Linked DNA regions of Bicyclus anynana: region 2 is linked to region 1. A link is a contact called in public Hi-C data. All regions are on one chromosome and are shown on one strand. Each heading gives the region's core, a stretch centred on a gene start, on an enhancer-like site or on the middle of the called end of the contact. The rest is flanking DNA. Distances are from core to core; before and after follow the strand shown.

What was found. Hi-C and Micro-C count contacts between places; a contact is called where the count stands out from the background.
Region 2: a Hi-C map of whole larva shows a contact between it and region 1, with 2.7 times the contacts expected there. The contact joins two enhancer-like sites. A contact is called at or near these places in 2 of 2 Hi-C or Micro-C datasets (whole body and whole larva).

What each region holds. Positions count from the first base shown.
Region 1 is chr11:971,822-974,521 of ilBicAnyn1.1, forward strand. All of the region lies in intron 1 of LOC112046562 (myosin heavy chain, non-muscle), which reads left to right. Among protein-coding and RNA genes, the nearest start is that of LOC112046562, 14 kb to the left of the region's middle. Within about 2 kb of position 1,305, at least 8 of the 8 cell types and tissues checked have open chromatin away from gene starts, as enhancers often do.
Region 2 is chr11:1,012,695-1,015,394 of ilBicAnyn1.1, forward strand. The region is part of intron 1 of LOC112046562 (myosin heavy chain, non-muscle); the gene reads left to right. Among protein-coding and RNA genes, the nearest start is that of LOC112046565, 44 kb to the right of the region's middle. Within about 2 kb of position 1,372, at least 5 of the 8 cell types and tissues checked have open chromatin away from gene starts, as enhancers often do.

The sequences.
Region 1 (2,700 bases), core at 55-2,554:
ACTCGGCTAGGCATCTGGGAAACTTTGCAATAAGAATATTATCATTAAAAATATTGGAAAGTTCTCAATATATTCTCGTCCAAAATTCCTGAGTGCCTGTAGACGATAGTCTTCGAACAGTGCCTGTTGTCAGTTCTGACCTATGGTTAAGAGACTTGGTCGCTAACTGTGGACCTCATAAGAAGGCTCAGAGTCACACAGGGGGCGATGGAACGAGCTTTGCTCGGAGTTTCTCTGCTTGATCGAATTAGAAATTAGATAATCCGCAGAAGAACCAAAATCACCGACATAGCTCAACTAGTCGCGAAGCTGAAGTGCCAATGGGCGGGGCAAGTCCTAAGTTTTGTGTCTGAATTTCCAAGGTGCTGGAATGGCGACCCGGCACTGAAAAGCGCGGTGTCGGTCGACCCCTCATCAGATGGACTGCCGACAATAAGGGAGTAGAGATTTAACGAGCGAGCAGGTATTTGCTCGCAAGCGGCTCAGGATAGTGATGTTCTGCAGTGAACGTCTATCGGATGATATGATGATGATGATCAGGTAGGTCAGGGATGAGCCACAGTTGCCGCAGACGAAACTGATGGCATAATTCAGTTATACATAACATTGTTACACTATTTATTACATATTATAACGTGATTTACGAGTCGGAGTCGCCGTGTCGGGCGGCCGCGTAATTTTAACCTCCACAAACGACGTTGCGTAAACACTCGGCTCATTCAACTTTTCAGGGACAAATCTAATTTACGCGGTCATCATTGTGTTGCTAATTTCAGGGACAAATCTAGTTCGCGTGGGTATCGTAATATAGTTGCTAATGTCAGGGTTTGATCTGGTTTACGTGGCTCAATTTGTTTTGTTGCTAATTTCAGTTAGAAAGCTGATTTAACTTTCTATATGCATCATCGAGTTACTTATAGGGGTAAATGTTATTTACGGTCGAATTGAGAAACCTCCTCCTTTTTTTGAAGTCGGTTAAAAATAATTATTGATATTTTGCTATCTTTGACTAAAAAACGACAAATCCAAACGCAACCGACAAATATCGAAAGCGATTAAACATTATAGTCAAATTACAATTAAACATTATAGTCAAATCTCATAAAGGATGCTCCGGTTTTGTGGTGTAATGTATTTATTGTTCATAATGAACTTCCGCAAAGTAAAACCTGCTTCTGTTCTGTAGAATTTGAGTTTCTTAGTTTTATACAAGTAATTTCGCGTATGTGACAAGTAAGGACTAAACAAAGTATACGTCGAGGTACCAGGGCGGCAGAGCGCCTGTGGAGGTTAAACGCGGCGCATATATTCGCGTGGGCAGCCCCCCGCGCCCCGCACCCCGCGCCCGCGCCGCCGGGTCGACGACCGGCGCGGCCGATTCGGCCGACGGAACGCCTCACCTTGACATTCATCTCAAGAGTCGAGTACGTTTTGACCAAACGCTTCAAATTAAATTCTAAGAGCTCCCGCAGATAGGCAATTGTTTGTTGGCCAACGAAATCGTTGAGTATTCTTCTTCTTACTCGTGCATTCTTGGTAACAGATGTGGGTGCTACGATGCGTAGTGCCACTTTTGGCTGGTGGTCGGCTTTTGTGTTTTGGGTTTCCGCCGTTGAGTACACAAGATAACTACGTGTTGACATATACTAGCCCGTATATTTTCTCCAACTAAATCGTACAACTATAAACTAATTAGGCAGACGCCGATCGTATCAGAATCATATTTGATTTAATTGCACAATTAAAAGGTTGTTCTGACCAAATTGTAAAAGACTCCAATTTAGTCGTTCGATAGTCGGTCTTAGTTACAATTGAAAGTCTGTGGGAGCTCTTAGAGCTCATGACCATACACAGAGTTCAGAGTTCAGACTCGAGTTTACTATTCTCGTACTCGCGATCTTTAAAGCACTTAACTTGGCCATAACACGGGACAATGCCAAGTGTTATTTCAACCTGATTATATGGTTATTATCTTATTCAATGCCAGTCACTTTATCGAACTCATAAATCTTATATGCGATTGTAAGTTTATTGGTTTGTTACATACTTATAGCTCAATTGATAAACCGATGGCTTTAGAGATCGATTAGGTTATGGAGAAGTTCGTAGGATTAAAAAAACTCAGAAATCAAAGGCGTTCATTGCTAATTCATAAATGCAAAGCTTACTTAAGTTTAACCACATAGAGAAATAGAACTACCATAAATTTAGGTAATTAACCTTCAAGTCCAATGGATCTAAACAAACTCTTAGTCGTATTATAATAGACATCATTAACTTAGATATCAGATAAAATCCTTTGTAACGTTACGTTTGTCTGTTTGTATATTACTACCACCGTTCTGAAGGTTTACTAAAAAAGCCGACAAGAATTGGCTCCTGAAAAATCGCGTGTTAATAGTTTTTAATTTTTGATATAGGTTGAAATGTAAGTCCTAAAACTCATTTTCAACAGGACTCCATATTCTACAAAAACAAAAGATAAGTGTGACGCCCGCGACGTGAGAATAATAATGATTCCATTTCCAAACCCCTATGGTGAACGCACGTTCATGGTTGTAAACTTGCAACATTGTATTGAAAATGAGTCACAGTTCACAATAAATACGCTATCATGATAGTGTTGAGGAAAATGATGCTACATTTTGGCGTTCAATTACCTACGTAACTTCTAGTTTTAGTAGACTTTGATAAAGCTCG
Region 2 (2,700 bases), core at 122-2,621, 41 kb after region 1:
TGTAGACGGTAGCTTGTCGACGTTTTCCCTCTGTTTATTTTCCGTTGCTACTTCAATTTGTTGTTGTTGATTGTGGTGCAGTTTTTTAGCGGGTATAATATCGATACGTGGTAAAATTACTTTTGTCAAAATTATAGCTTTCGGATTTGACATAAAAGCATACTTTTCATTAAATGGAGCCAAGGGTGGTCATCTATGCAGAAAAAATTATTAACGTTTAATTTTTTTTTATCAGGTATGCCGGTTATGATCATGTAAAAGCTCTGTTAAGGTGACTCTCATTAACATTCTTTTAAAAACCCCGTCTGAATAGGTCCTTCCGTTTAGTAGCCACGAGGTCACATAGTTGTCACAAATCTGTCAGAAGCAGCCTTACTTTCGAAGGGGTACAAGTTTAACTAAACTGACGCGAGTTGGGAATCAAACCCCGGACACACTACAAAATGCACCACAGAGGTCGTCATAAGATGCCAATGAAGCAAAAACGCAGCAGAAACTTACTTACAAATGACTGCTTGTTTAGTTACAATCAACAATTCACACTCTCACGTAACACGTTACTATCCGCGCGCTCGCTGACTCAGCAGGAAACAATTATGCACGCTCCGTATTCTAGGACGTGTCGGATATTAGCCGCATTGGCATTTCTGCGCCTCATTATAACTCTGCGATGGATTCTTAGATGCACATTTGCATTGAAACCTTGCAATAGGCGCCATACATGACTCAGTTTCATGGAAGCAATGTGCTTTGTTTTCTTCTGCACACAAGAGAAGATGACTTTAAAATTGTAACAGATATATATTTTTTAAGAGAAACTGCGCAATTCCTAGTTCCTCGGTAGAATCAGCTTGTATGGAAATCTACTTGAAATAGACAATGCGTTGTCCTGTAAGGTTAAGGCACAGTAGTGGTTAAGGTGTTGAGTCTTAATATGTGTCTGTAATTTTACTTTCAACCGAAACACAGTAATGCTGATGGTAGAATAAATAACTGGGTAAACTCGTTGGTTTTTTTGTTGGTTGTAGATTCGAGTATTGGGTTAATCCGACTAAGAAAGAGAGAAGACTAAAACGATTTTAATAATAAACTCCTTTCTTTCCTCTTTCCACTTTGAAATTGAAGATGGATGTTTACTATTTTTATTATTATTTATTCATGTAAGAAATACAGTTACTCTTAACTGTTATCTATTGCGGAATGTTCTAATATTTATTTAACAGAAAAGTTAATCGCAGATCTGCCAATAGGTACGCCAGTAAGTATCGACTAATGAGTATTCTATGAATTTTTTGTCCGTTATGTGCCAAGGCCTTCTGCGATCACGACTCACTCGGTCGGTCTTGTTTTTCCAGATTTCTTAATGCTTTTACATAACGTGACTCATACGTTACATGTAACAATGGTGTACCGCATGGGCGTGGCCTTTGAGTTGTTGTCATTTTATCTGAGCTCAAAATATGTGGAGTTTTAATTATTCAATTACAGAATTATGGAGTTTTAAGTTTTTCTTCAATTTCTATTGAAGTTCCATAGTCGTATCTTGATCTGTTATTTGATCTCGATAAATATTTTCTGTGTTTGATGATACGAAAAGCGTAAAATTTGTAGCTGAAGTGGGTTTTCCGTAAAAAATCTCATATTTCACCGTCTACCGTTATGCTACAAAAAATAATAACATTCGTCTCTTGAGTTCCTAATAATCAGCTCATCATTCATCATTATCAACCCATATTTGGCTCACTGCTGAGCTCGAGTCTCCTCTCAGGATGAGAAGGAATAGGCCAATAGTCCACCACGCCAATGCGGATTGGCAGACTTCACGCACGCAGAGAATCGAGTAAATTCTCTGGTATGTAAGTTTCTTCATCATGTTTTTCCTTCGCCGTTCGAGACACGTGATATTTAATTTCTTAAAATGCACAGAATTATCAGCTCATGTCTCTATAATTCACAGTTTCCTCACAAGTTTTTATTTAGTATTCCTTTGGAATTGTTTTTCTTTTTTGTCATTTATTACATTAGTATTTATATCTGACTTAAGCCTGCATCAAGCGAGTCGCAGGGAATCGTTGAATGCAGCTGGCTCAAGACTAGTGTTTGGGTGTCTCTACAAAATGTCCTGCATTGACGTTGATGATGAGTTTTAATTCAGAAAACATTAATATTGTAATATTGATTGTTTAGTGCTGCTTTGCACTGTGATGAAGATGAAAATAAATCAAGGTTTTCACAAATCGAGTTCTTCAAAATATTCTGTATTACCATATTTTAAACGGCCATCATTACGTTTGCGGAGCGGAATTCCGACCTCGTGACTCATCACAAACGTGCCGGCGCCGCGCTTTTCTTTTGTGAACGCATATTTTGTTTAACAACTGTTTACACAATGGTCATACAGACGTTTCTGGGGTACTCGCCTCTGTGGATGTTTTCCTCTTTGGAGAATTTTCATAGATTCAACCGGCATTATTCTTCCTGTAAGGTACAGATGATGTAAATGATCTGGCAACTCACCCAATATTGATTGAAGAGGTTACCTATTTCGGCTTTGGATTAGTTACTGTTTAATTTGGTTCACATTCGCACGACAGCTTTTTTAACGGACGTTAAAAAGCGTTCAAACAAATACATTCCCAAGTATATTTTCACACGCCAGCATTTTTAAAACACGACCCTTTATTTCGAGCAGTGTTGCTT